2 separate regions of the Mus musculus genome follow, and region 1 is linked to region 2. Evidence: chromatin contacts called from public targeted proximity ligation data. All regions are on one chromosome and are shown on one strand. The core of a region is the stretch at or near the end of the contact, and the rest is flanking DNA. Distances in the headings are between cores, read along the strand shown. Region 1 holds the start of Malat1 (metastasis associated lung adenocarcinoma transcript 1 (non-coding RNA)). Region 2 holds the start of Ltbp3 (latent transforming growth factor beta binding protein 3).

Region 1 (7,243 bases), core at 1,276-3,775, 62 kb before region 2:
CTGAGTTTCCAGGCCAGCCAGGGATACAGTTTTAGGACAATATGGCAGTGAGACTCTGTCTCAAAACATGTCACCCTATACACTTTATCATTTTTTTTAATTCCAGACAGGGTTTCTCTGTGTATCTCTGGCTGTCCTGGAACTCACTCTGTAGACCAGGCTGGCCTTGAACTCAGAAATCTGCCTGCCCCTGCCTCCCAAGTGTGCCACCACTGCCTGGTGACTTTATTTTTATTTTATTTTTTAAAGAAACAACAACAAAGCGTGGGGTCTCCTATCTGTCTTGGCTCACCTGGAACCCTCTATGTAGAACAGCCGGCCCCGAACTTGCAGAGATCCAGCCCTACCATTTTAAAGATTGGTTTCATTTCCCTGGCCTCCAGAACGGTCTTAGACCCTCCCCCCAGCAGAAGCAAAGCAGAAACAGAAGGTCGGGGGAGGAGAGGGAGGTGGGTAGGTTAAGAGGAACGATGAAGAACACCTTCTGCTAGTTAACTTTGCCTAATTATAGATGAATCACAGATGCCCGACACTCAGATCACCGCCCATAATTTAGGTGACTCAAGTTTTTGTCCTTTCAGAACTAAAATTCTAAAAAATTTCCAGGCCCAAAGCATCCATCAAGTGTGCCTCTAGAGAGGAACCGTTTGCACTCAGTAACATTCCATTCTTTAGGGCTTCTTACAGACAGAAAAAGAGAAAAGTAGGGCAGTTTTGCAAGGGTCACCTGAAAGCTGCTTAAACAAGCCCCAGGCTTGGTACACACAGCTTTAATCCAGCACTTGTGTAAGGACCTGAGTTTGAGGCCAGCCTGGTCCAGAAACCCTGTCTCAGGAAAAATAAATAAGGAAGAAAGAAAAAGCTTAAACTGGCCATTGGGATGGGAAGGGAGGCAATGGTCTAACACTGGACCTCCAGCTTTGCTAGAGCCCCACCTCAGTCTAAGGGTGCCTCTCTCCTTTAGTTTTATAATAGAATATTCATGTAATTTTATGTCCTTAGTGACTATCAGCCTGTATGGTCATTAAGTTCTGTCTACCCTGGGAAAGCCTCTGCCCAAACCTCCCTATTCACAGGTCCTAGAACGTAGAGGTGGGGAGCAGGACGGTGCCGCCAGGCCGTGTGCGATCGCGAGCTCTGGATCTCAATGCGCCCCGGGGCGCTGTTTCCCACGACTCCAGCAGCTTTTCTAAAAATCCAGGCAGCCTCCAGTTTACGGGATCAACCCGAGACTCGCTTCCCTTTGAAAATTCTAGAGTATAAAGTAAACGTACGAGCAAAGTATGTGTCTTAACACTTAATGGATGACATAGAGACCAAAAAAGCCATGTCCGTGGGCCCAGTAGGCCGCAATAAGGGGCGACCAGGAAACTGCAGCACAGCCCCCCGCAGCCGCCCTGCTCCCACACCAGTCATTCCAGCACCGTGGTGAAGGCGCTTGGGGGCGGGGCGGGGCGCGCCTGCGCAGCGAGGCTCTGCAGCAGAAACTTTGCCTAGACCGGCTGGAACCGGTTAGAACCGGTCGAACCCGGCCGGCTGCCAGCCCTCGATTCAGCAGCTCACAAAGGGAGGCGGCGACTCACGACCCGCGTATCCTTGCGCCTCTCCCCACCCCCTTTGTCCTCGCGACGGGTTCCGCGGTCCTCCCCGCCCTCCCTGGCGCGGCCCCCGCTTTCTGCGCCCAGTGACGCTTTCTCCATGGTCCTGGGAGAAAGAGAAAAACATCCTTTCCCCTCCGTCGTAGTTTTAGGAAGCGATGAGATAGACCTGGGGACCTTGCCGCCACGGGCCGGGCTCTGACGGTTATTAGCGCAGTGCGGGTGGTGCTCGGCATGGCCGCCAAGGTCGCCGTGCCCTCACCTGCAGCGACCATGGCCTTGCTGGGCTGAGACCGCAGCCTAACATGGCGGACGTAGGCAAGCACCAAAGCGCTCGTGTACCCGGGCTCGGAAAAGTGGCCCCGAGAGCAGCCGGAGGCTGCAGGTCGTCCCTACAGGAGCATTCCCAGTATAAACCAGTACAAAGTGTCACCACCTCAGAAGCCACTCGCAGGGCCGGTCACTTTCCGAGAGACCTCCATCTTGTTTCGCATGAAATGGCAGCCGCTCGGGGAGTTACAAAATGGGAAGTGGAAGCTGAAGCTGTGGGAAAGCCTGTTTTAACACTTGCAACATACGCTATACCCTCTGTCCTCCCAGGAAAACGCAAAAGGTGTTGAAACATCTGAAAAACTTGGGGCTCCCATTTTTAATAGCTATTAGTTCATGTTTTTTCTCCTTGTGACCAGAAATTTTAAACCTATTTGTACCTATTTAGCTGGTACAAGCTAAACATTTCTCTGTATTAGCAAGGTCCAAGAGGCCCACACGACGTCAAGAAAAATCTAGAAACTTGGAAGTCAGGATCTATTTTTAACTCTCTGAGGAACTATTTTTCTTCCTTCACCAAGGTGGTGGAGGGTTACTAGGTTCCGGTGGAGTGACGTGTCCCTTTGCAATAAATACCGGCGCTCCGGGCTCTGCGTCAGGCATTCAGGCAGCGAGAGCAGAGCAGCGTAGAGCAGCACAGCTGAGCTCGTGAGGCAGGAGACTCAGCCCGAGGAAATCGCAGATAAGTTTTTAATTAAAAAGATTGAGCAGTAAAAAGAATTAGAACTCTAAACTTAAGCTAATAGAGTAGCTTATCGAAATATTACTTAGTCTTAATAATCTAAGAAGATCTTAAGAGATAACATGAAGGCTTATTTAAACAGTTTGAAAAAGGAAATGAGGAGAAAAGTATTTGTACTGTATAATGGAGGCTGACCAGAGCAGTTTAGGAGATTGTAAAGGGAGGTTTTGTGAAGTTCTAAAAGGTTCTAGTTTGAAGGTCGGCCTTGTAGATTAAAACGAAGGTTACCTAAATAGAATCTAAGTGGCATTTAAAACAGTAAAGTTGTAGAGAATAGTTTGAAAATGAGGTGTAGTTTTAAAAGATTGAGAAAAGTAGGTTAAGTTGACGGCCGTTATAAAAATCCTTCGACTGGCGCATGTACGTTTGAAGGCATGAGTTGGAAACAGGGAAGATGGAAGTGTTAGGCTAGCCGGGCGATGGTGGCGCACGCCTTTAATCCTAGCACTTGGGAGGCAGAGGCAGGCGGATTTCTGAGTTCGAGGCCAGCCTGGTCTACAGAGTGAGTTCCAGGACAGCCAGGGCTACACAGAGAAACCCTGTCTTGAAAAAACAAAAAGGTTAGGCTAGTATTTGGAGAAAGAAGATTAGAAAATGGAAGTGAAAGACGAAGAAGACATACAGGAAGGTGAAGAAAAAGCTGTTAGAGAAGATAGGAAAATAGAAGACAAAGCATCTTTAGAAGACAGAAAAGGTACTTAAAGGCACAGGTAGTAGGAAGCCGAAGAATAGAAGATAGAAAGAAGCAAGATAGAAAAACAAAATGGAAGTTAAGACAACTTTGGATGCCAGCATTCAAGATAGGCAAAGAAGATAAGATTGAGGCCAAAAGGTTGGATAAGATATAAAGTCAGAAGGAAATTATCTTTAAAGCCATAAGTTCAAATTTCTGATGGAGCGAGCAGTTTAGAAGAGTCTTTAGACAGCCACATACAAGATTGAAGCTAGCAATCAAAGCTACTAGGACTGAAGTAAAAAGTTAAGGCAGAATGCCTTTGAAGAGTTAGAAGAATATTAAAAGCCTTAACTTGTAGCTTAATTTTGCTTGATGACAAAAGGACTTTTGATAACAGTTTCAAGATTGTCAGCATTTTGCATTGGACTTGAGCTGAGGTGCTTTTAAAATCCTAACGACTAGCATTGGCAGCTGACCCAGGTCTACACAGAAGTGCATTCAGTGAACTAGGAAGACAGGAGCGGCAGACAGGAGTCCCGAAGCCAGTTTGGTGAAGCTAGGAAGGACTGAGGAGCCAGCAGCAGCAGTGCATGGTGAAGATAGCCCAGGAAAGAGTGCGGTTCGGTGGAGGAAGCTAGGAAGAAGGAGCCATACGGATGTGGTGGTGAAGCTGGGAAAGGGTTCCAGGATGGTGGAGCGAGAGCGAGTTGGTGATGAAGCTAGCTGGCGGCTTGGCTTGTCAACTGCGCGGAGGAGGCGAGCAGGCATTGTGGAGAGGATAGATAGCGGCTCCTAGACCAGCATGCCAGTGTGCAAGAAAGGCTGCAGGGAGAGCATGCGGTGCGGTAACATTCCTTGAGGTCGGCAACATGGTGGTGGTTTTCTGTAACTTGGATGGTAACTTGTTTACTTTGTCTTAATAGTTATGGGGGAGTTGTAGGCTTCTGTGTAAAGAGATATATCTGGGGCTGTATGTAGGCCTTTGCGGGTGTTGTAGGTTTTTCTTTTTCAGGGTTATGTCCTCTTGCATCTTGTCAGAAGCTTTTGAGGGCTGACTGCCAAGGCCCAGAAAGAAGAATGGTAGATGGCAAGTTGTCTTTAACCGCTCAGAGGGGAATGAATGGTAGAGCCAGCACAACCTCCCAGTTTTGTAAGACGTTGTAGTTTGAACAGATGACCTACCACAAGCCTCACTCCTGTGTAGGGGAGGTAATTGGGCAAAGTGCTTTTGGGGGAATGGGGGCAAAATATATTTTGAGTTCTTTTCCCCTTAGGTCTGTCTAGAATCCTAAAGGCAGATGACTCAAGGGAACCAGAAAAAAGGAAATCCACTCTCAGGATAAGCAGAGCTCGCCAGGTTTACAGTTTGTAGGAAGTAGAGGATGGATGCTAGCTTTCACACTGAGTGTGGAGGAGCTGGCCATGGCGGAATTGCTGGTAGTTTACTCTTTCCCCCTCCCTTAATGAGATTTGTAAAATCCTAAACACTTTTACTTGAAATATTTGGGAGTGGTCTTAACAGGGAGGAGTGGGTGGGGGAAACGTTTTTTTTCTAAGATTTTCCACAGATGCTATAGTTGTGTTGACACACTGGGTTAGAGAAGGCGTGTACTGCTATGCTGTTGGCACGACACCTTCAGGGACTGGAGCTGCCTTTTGTCCTTGGAAGAGTTTTCCCAGTTGCCGCTGAAGTCAGCACAGTGCGGCTTTGGTTCACAGTCACCTCAGGAGAACCTCAGGAGCTTGGCTAGGCCAGAGGTTGAAGTTAAGTTTTACAGCACCGTGATTTAAAATATTTCATTAAAGGGGAGGGGTAAAACTTAGTTGGCTGTGGCCTTGTGTTTGGGTGGGTGGGGGTGTTAGGTAATTGTTTAGTTTATGATTTCAGATAATCATACCAGAGAACTTAAATATTTGGAAAAACAGGAAATCTCAGCTTTCAAGTTGGCAAGTAACTCCCAATCCAGTTTTTGCTTCTTTTTTCCTTTTTCTTTTTTTGAGGCGGGCAGCTAAGGAAGGTTGGTTCCTCTGCCGGTCCCTCGAAAGCGTAGGGCTTGGGGGTTGGTCTGGTCCACTGGGATGATGTGATGCTACAGTGGGGACTCTTCTGAAGCTGTTGGATGAATATAGATTGTAGTGTGTGGTTCTCTTTTGAAATTTTTTTCAGGTGACTTAATGTATCTTAATAACTACTATAGGAACAAAGGAAGTGGCTTTAATGACCCTGAAGGAATTTCTTCTGGTGATAGCTTTTATATTATCAAGTAAGAGATACTATCTCAGTTTTGTATAAGCAAGTCTTTTTCCTAGTGTAGGAGAAATGATTTTCCTTGTGACTAAACAAGATGTAAAGGTATGCTTTTTTTCTTCTTGTGCATTGTATACTTGTGTTTATTTGTAACTTATAATTTAAGAATTATGATAATTCAGCCTGAATGTCTTTTAGAGGGTGGGCTTTTGTTGATGAGGGAGGGGAAACCTTTTTTTTTCTGTAGACCTTTTTCAGATAACACCATCTGAGTCATAACCAGCCTGGCAGTGTGATGACGTAGATGCAGAGGGAGCAGCTCCTTGGTGAATGAGTGATAAGTAAAGGCAGAAAAAATAATGTCATGTCTCCATGGGGAATGAGCATGAGCCAGAGATTGTTCCTACTGATGAAAAGCTGCATATGCAAAAATTTAAGCAAATGAAAGCAACCAGTATAAAGTTATGGCAATACCTTTAAAAGTTATGGCTTATCTACCAAGCTTTATCCACAAAAGTAAAGAATTGATGAAAAACAGTGAAGATCAAATGTTCATCTCAAAACTGCTTTTACAAAAGCAGAATAGAAATGAAGTGAAAATGCTGCATTAAGCCTGGAGTAAAAAGAAGCTGAGCTTGTTGAGATGAGTGGGATCGAGCGGCTGCGAGGCGGTGCAGTGTGCCAATGTTTCGTTTGCCTCAGACAGGTTTCTCTTCATAAGCAGAAGAGTTGCTTCATTCCATCTCGGAGCAGGAAACAGCAGACTGCTGTTGACAGATAAGTGTAACTTGGATCTGCAGTATTGCATGTTAGGGATAGATAAGTGCCTTTTTTCTCTTTTTCCAAAAAGACCTGTAGAGCTGTTGAATGTTTGCAGCTGGCCCCTCTTAGGCAGTTCAGAATTTTGAGTAGTTTTCCCATCCAGCCTCTTAAAAATTCCTAAGCCTTGCACCGATGGGCTTTCATGATGGGATAGCTAATAGGCTTTTGCATCGTAAACTTCAACACAAAAGCCTACATGATTAATGCCTACTTTAATTACATTGCTTACAAGATTAAGGAATCTTTATCTTGAAGACCCCATGAAAGGGATCATTATGTGCTGAAAATTAGATGTTCATATTGCTAAAATTTAAATGTGCTCCAATGTACTTGTGCTTAAAATCATTAAATTATACAAATTAATAAAATACTTCACTAGAGAATGTATGTATTTAGAAGGCTGTCTCCTTATTTAAATAAAGTCTTGTTTGTTGTCTGTAGTTAGTGTGGGCAATTTTGGGGGGATGTTCTTCTCTAATCTTTTCAGAAACTTGACTTCGAACACTTAAGTGGACCAGATCAGGATTTGAGCCAGAAGACCGAAATTAACTTTAAGGCAGGAAAGACAAATTTTATTCTCCATGCAGTGATGAGCATTTAATAATTGCAGGCCTGGCATAGAGGCCGTCTAACTAAGGACTAAGTACCTTAGGCAGGTGGGAGATGATGGTCAGAGTAAAAGGTAACTACATATTTTGTTTCCAGAAAGTCAGGGGTCTAATTTGACCATGGCTAAACATCTAGGGTAAGACACTTTTCCCCCACATTTCCAAATATGCATGTTGAGTTTAAATGCTTACGATCATCTCATCCACTTTAGCCTTTTG
Region 2 (6,583 bases), core at 508-3,007:
CCCATCTCTTATCCCCAATGCTCCACTCTGTTTCCTGCCTGGTGCTGTTGCCTGCCCTTCCTTATGTCCCCAGCCAGAGCCCCCTGGCCCTCACCCACGCGGAAGCCAGAACCGGTGAGCGTGTCGGTGCTGTGGCCGTTCTCTCCGATGAGCGTCATGTTGGAGCCCTGCTGACAGCTGTCCCGACACTGGCCCTTCAGACAGGTCCGCTTGCAGATCACTGGCGCAAAGACCACCTTGAAGCGTTCGCGGGCCAGCGCCCCGCCCCCGCCTGTGCCCCGCTCGCCGGCCGGCCCACCCTCGGCCCCGCCGCCGGGGCCCAGCAGCGCCAGCAGGAGTAGTGCCAGCAGCCCCAATGCCCCGGCCTGGCGCATCGCAGGGGCCAGGCCGTGGGCAGCCCCTCGGGGCCCGGGCATCCGGGGCCGCACGACCCTCGGAGATTGGAGGTCGAGCCCGAGCAGGGGATCGAGTGTTGGTAGCAGAGGGCAGAGCGGGGCGAGAAGCCAAGGGTAGGGAGGGGACAGCAGGAGCGGCCGGGATCCCCGTTGCGAGGGAGAGCGATGGAAGCTGCACTGAGGGTAGAGCGAAGAAACTTCCCTGGCCGGGAGAAACCCAGCCAGGCCCCGAACTGAGGCCGCAGCGAGGAGGCCGGAGCAAGTGGAGGCGGAGAGGAGGAGCGAGGGGAGAGGAAGGCCGGGCGGCCAGCCCGCTCCGCGCCTCCCCCTGGCCGGGCTCCTCTCCCGCGGCCGCCGGGAAGCAGGGAGCGCGCGGGGAGGACGCAGGGAGAAGTGAGCAGTTGTTTTCCCTGGCTGGAGCGCGCCGGCGGCGAGGGGGGCTGGGACGCTGGCCCGGGGCCAGGGAGACAATTTTTTTTTCTCCTCTCTCTTTTTCCTTCTGGTTCAAGCGTCTTTCGCTGCTGCCCGGAGAAGCGACGATGTGCGGCAGGGAGGGCGCCGGTTGGAGTGGGGGCAGCCCCCTAGGTGCCCGCCCCGCGCAGGAACCGACCTGGGTTCTTTCCAGAAGAATCCTCACCTGGGGACTCCGCCAGATTCCTCCGGGCGGGGTGCAGAGGCCTGTGCACACCTCCCCCGCCCAACTACTTTTCCACCTGGTCAAAATGGGGAAACCGAGGCAGATGGTCCTTGCTTGGAGGATCAGAGGTCTGTTAACTTTTGCCCATTGGCCTTTGTACATGTAGGGGTTCTCGAAGCCCTGAAGTCATGGGTCCTTATTCCTGGTCCTGTCTTCTCTCGAAGGAAAGGATTTAAGCAGGAGAGAGCACCTTCTGGCCAGGGTTTACTGGCCGGGGAGAACCCTGTGGCCTCAAGAAGAAGAGCAGAAAGAACAAAGCTAGAAACCTGGCTTCCCTGCCAATGTTCCCCCCCCCCCCCCCGCTCCTTAGAGGGCTTCCTGGTGCCCACCCTGCCACCTCCCCCCTTCCCCTCGTCTGGCCTGGCTGGCGGCGCTGGCTCTGGGCCTCAGACACTCTGGAATCGCCAAGGTCTGAGCTCAGGGCCTGGCCCCCTTCCCAGGCTAACAGCCGGAGAAGGGAGTGCTACTTGAGTGCTCAGGGGGCTGGGGAGAAGCCCAGCAGGGCCCTGGGGCAGGGGTTGACAGGGGGGTGGGGAAGGGTCTTGAATTTGCTCAAGGCTGTAGAAGAGCTAGACTTACTCACTGGTCTGAAAGGGGAGGCTGTGGTGTCCCGGATCTGGACAATACTGTGAGAACGTGCTAGGAAGCCCCAGGATCCAGTGTCTGACTCAAAAGAACTTAGTAGGGCTAAGGGTGACCAGGGTCAGAACCATGCCAAGTCTGGTTCATGCCAGGCCCTCTCCAGGGGAATCAGGGGGTGGTAATCTGATGGGAAGAGGGGGTTGGGCTCGGCTTTAGGCACACCTTTCCAAAGAGCTAATGGTGGTTTTTTTTGTTTTTTGGTTTTTTTTTTTTTTTTACTTTAAGGCTGAGTTTATTTGGGTAGCTTCGGAGGGACTGAGGGAGGCCATTTGATGAGTTCTGCTTGAATTGCTCAGTAGCTCAGGCGCTGCTCAGTACAGCCTACTGCTGCAATGCTGGCAGGGGGTGACCTCTGTGTCCCAAGAGGATTCCTTGCTGCTAGAATCTAGGAGGACTTGGGAGGGGGGACCCCTCCCCCTGCTCTAGTAACACTGTTGCAACAGTAACACTGAATACTTTCCACCTGGCAGGAGTGGTGCTGAGCGCTCTTACATTCATTTTTTCCTTTGAACTGGTGTAAACCTGACCCTCCCCTGTGCAGAGTAGGCAGAGGCTCACCTTGGAACAAGGCGCTGTCAAACAGTCCAGGCTTGGAATCTCGTGCTCTCCAAGCCTTGGAATTCTTGCCCATGGAATGAGATCTAGTCACCCAACTGTGAAACAAAAGGAGTGGTGGGCTGTGGGGGTCTGGGACAGCTTCCTTCAAACACGCTTTTCCATAGTGAAGGGAAGTAATGAGGGGAGCCTTGGGGCATGCTGGGAAGCCGAGAAAGGTGAAAAGGACTGCAATGAGTCTTGCAGAGTCAAGAGTGAGAAAACAAACAAACAAACAAACTTCCAAACCAAAAAAAAAAAAAAAACCGCTGTCCTTTCCAAGTCAGAGGAAAAGCCAGGCGAGCAACACGGTGGGAAGGGCAGAGGGCAGTGCAGCTGTGGTCTGAGTGGGTATGTAAGTCACTGTGAGGAATTTGGATCAGCGGGCACTGTATCAGGGCCGATGAGGATCTGCCCACCGCACACCTCTTGGAAGGATGTGGCTGTTTGATTTGGGACTGTGGAAAGTCGCGCCATTGTGAAGTAAATGATACAGAGAAGCAGGTGATGTGGTCTCAGGGTTTGGCTTCATCCCCTGGCAGGTGAGAGAAAAAGACAGGAGAGGGACACTATGGAGGTCCCTTTCAAGTCTTCTGAGCAGAGACACCTGAGCCCATGACAGACTGGAACATAGGCTCATTCCTGAGCACACAGGGAATGTTACTCTGTGGGAAAGGTGACTCAGTAGTTCACGAGAAGGGCCCACAGAAACAGGCAAGCTGCCATTCTTGTGCACCAGGGAGGAGAGATAGTTATCCCAGAGACCCAGTAGGGGCGTCAGAGTGACATGAAAGGAACTTGATGTGGAAAAGCCAAAAGGAACATTCTAGAAGGAGTATATGACCAGCAGCATGTGTTGCTGTGAGTGGGAGTGGAGACAACCCTTGTCTTGGGCTGCTGCAGGGACTCAGGGTCAGGAAGGAGCAATGAGTCCAGCTTAGATCGTCTGGCAGTGACTGTCCACAGATGTGATCTTTGGTAGACTCCTTAGGCTCTCAGGGCCTCAGCAAGGAGTGGCTGGTACCCTTCAGGCTGGTGAGTTAAGCAGGGTGGAGAGACTGTCTAGGAAAGACACCCCCTCCTGCTGTACTCACAGACTAATATCGGAGGGAAGACCTTACTCATCACCATTGAGGAGACTATGAGAAAAGCCTTTATATGCCCAGGCTAACTGAAGAGAACCCTGGACCTGAAGCTGCAGGGCGGGGGGGGGGGGGGGGGCGGGGGACGGACCTCAGACAACTGTGGGCCCTCAACAGACCCCTGAGTCCCTCCTTGCAGTTTGTCAGAAAGGAGCCCAAGCAATAGATGCTATCTCTAATCTCCTCTTGTTTCCAATTTTGCTGGTCCTGGCAGTGCAGTAGTATGACCACCTAATATACTGCAGGGAAGTGGAGCAGATCTGCAGGGTAAACTGAGGCAGCTGAGCACACTCGGCCACCATGCTCTACTGCCTTTTCCAGCCTTCTTGACAGCCATCCATAGCCGCCATCTTTGTAGAAGACAATTCTGTAAGGCCAAGGAGACCATGGCCATTCCAGACCATTAAGGCAGGTCTTCCCCAGCTGTCGTCCCTCCCCTGGTGTGTGCTGTCAGAGCTGTCTTTTATTTATTTTGTGTGTATATGTCTGTGTAGTTCTGTATATGGGAGGGGGACTTGTGCACATGTGGGGGGTTTGTGTGTATTCACTTGCTAGTGGAGACCAGAGATCAACTTCAGATTTTTATTTTTGTTTAGAAATACTTCTTTTGCTGGGCGTGGTGGTGCACCCTTTTAATCCCAGCACTCGGGAGGCAGAGGCAGGCAGATTTCTGAGTTGGAGGCCAGCCTGGTCTACAGAGTGAGTTCCAGGACAGCAAGGGCTATTCAGAGAAACCCTGTCTCGAAAAAACCAAAGGGGGAAAAAGAAAGAAAGAAAGAAAGAAAGAAAGAAAGAAAGAAAGAAAGAAAGAAAGAAAGAAAGAAAGAAAGACAGACTTCTTTCAGGGACCGGAGACATGGCTCAGAAGTTAAGAGACCCTGGTTCAATTCCCAGCACCCACATCGCAGCTCACAAGTATCTTTAACTTCAGTCCCAAGAGATCAGATGTCCATTTCTGGCCTCACTGGGCACTGCATGCATGTGGTGCACAGACATACTTGCAGATAAAACACTAATACACATAAAATATTTTTATTTAAATAATTTTATTTAAAATATTATTTAAATAATAATTTTATTTAAAATAATTTTATTTAAATAATAATTCCTCAAAATAATTTAAGTAATTATTTTGAGAGCTGGGCATTATGGTACATGCATTCAATCCCAGCACTCAGGAGGCAAAGGCAGGTGGATCTCTGTGAGTTTGAGGCCAGCTTGGTTTACAGAGTGAGCTCCAAGAAAGCCAAGGCTATTACACCAGAAATCATGTCTCAAAACAAACAAACAAACAAACAATTTATTTTGAGACAGAGTCTCATTATGTAGTCCTGGCTGGTCATGAACTCACAGAGCTCCACCTGCCTCTGCCTTCCAAGGCTCTGATTAAAGGCGCAGATCTTCCTGCTTTGGCATATTTATTTTGTGTGTGCAGGTTGTGTGTGCAGGTTGTGTGTGCAGGTTGTGTGTGCAGGTTGTGTGTGCAGGTTGTGTGTGCACTATGTGCACAGCTGGTCCTTTCAGAGGCCAGACGAGATCACAGGATCTCCTGTACCCCTGTTACCACAGATGGTTGTGAGCTACTGGGTGGCTGCTGGGAATCGAACCTGGGTCATCTGCAAGAGAAGCAAGTGCTGTTTTCCCCACTCTCTTATTTTTTGAGATAGGGGTTCTTTGGGTAGTTTTGGCTGTCCTTGAACTCCGAGGTCTGCCCGCATCTGCCTCCTGAGTGCGGGAACTAAAGGTGTGTGCCACCACCTTCCAGCTACCCCCTTTTTTAGACAGAATCTCTGGCCTCAAGCTCTAGGTGTAGCTGAGGATGGCGTCTCTCCTACCTCCACCTCCACAGTGCTGGGCTTGCACACCAGGCTTGTGCAGCGCTGCTAGGAGAGTTCCACCCCCAGCCCGGAAACCTGCTCTGTTCACATGTTTATTGTACGTCTCACTACGCTCTCAAGAAGGTGCAGTTTTATCTCCAGATCCCAGAGCAATGGTAGGCAATCAGGAGTGCTGCCATTTGTTAATGATTCCATCAAGAGTGATAAGAATATCTGTCACTTACAATGTTTACATGGTTATGTCATTTCATCCATTAGGTGACATTGCACAGGGGAATCCAAAGCTCTGAGAAATGAAACAATTTGATGCAGGTTCCCTAGTGAGTTAGCTGCAGGGACCAACCTGGACCAATGCACACACAGCCTGCCTGCCTGATGGTAAGGCTCTGCATGCTCCTAGGATGAGCAGTGACGTCCTGAAGGTAGGTGAGTAGGTCAGCAAGACAGAAAAGAACAGAATCCAGATTCAGAGAATGTGTGCATTGCTCAATTCCTCGAGCAGGGCACTTGTCTAAGGTCGCACAGCCTGCCAAAGCGGGAGACGTGACTAGAACCCTTGGTGTATAACCTCTTGATGCCATTTAAGGAACTGGCTGGAGAGAGGCCATAACAGGTGAGTCCAAGGAGAGAGTACGGCATGGAGGTCGCAGCACTGATTACCCCGGCTGCACTATGGGCCAGGTTTCAGTTGTCTGAGACTGGGTTTCTCGTGTAGCCCTGGCTGTCCTGGAACTCACTCTGTAGACCAGGCTGACCTCAAGCTCAAAGGTCTGCCCGCCTCTGCCTCCTGAGTGCTGGGGATAAAAGTGTGCGCCATCACTGACCAGTGCTTCCTTAGTTTTCAACAGGGATCAACAAGCTTATATTTACAAAACCCTCTGCTAGTCAGAGCTGGGTGTGCGTTAGTTTCTTTTATTTTTATCTGGGTCTAGGAGCTACAATGAGCTGGGTGGCACTTGGACCATTCAAGAGGATGGGCTCTGTCTCTGCCAAGCTTCTAGACTCTCAGGAAAGACTCAGTTCTGGGATGGTATGTGAGTGACAGAGAAGGGGACTGATCATCAGGGTTTTGTTTGTTTGTTTGTTTGTTTTTTTGTTTTTTCTTTTTTTGAGACAAAGTCTCACTATGTAGTCCTGACTCTCCAGGAACTCAGTATGTAGACCAGGCTAGTCCCCCTGCCTCTGCTTTCTGAGTGCCAGATTAAAGGCATGTGCCATCACTCTTGGCTGCTCATCAAGTCTAAAGAGAATGGATGATGCCACAGAGAACTGTGG

Evidence for each region.
Region 1: a contact with region 2 is called in a targeted proximity ligation map of neural stem cells, with 5 read pairs. A contact is called at or near these places in 1 of 39 promoter capture datasets (macrophages), 3 of 484 Hi-C or Micro-C datasets (embryonic stem cells and muscle stem cells), 8 of 130 datasets of targeted methods (the NIH/3T3 cell line, bone marrow-derived macrophages, embryonic fibroblasts and 4 more) and 4 of 9 other capture datasets (adipose tissue, liver, macrophages and 1 more).

What each region holds. Positions count from the first base shown.
Region 1 is chr19:5,797,954-5,805,196 of GRCm38.p6, reverse strand. Malat1 (metastasis associated lung adenocarcinoma transcript 1 (non-coding RNA)) reads left to right here and starts at 2,525. Exons shown (of 1, transcript NR_002847.3): 1 at 2,525-7,243.
Region 2 is chr19:5,736,074-5,742,656 of GRCm38.p6, reverse strand. Ltbp3 (latent transforming growth factor beta binding protein 3) reads right to left here and starts at 1,757. Exons shown (of 28, transcript NM_008520.3): 1 at 1,672-1,757; 2 at 95-1,322. The coding sequence starts at 416.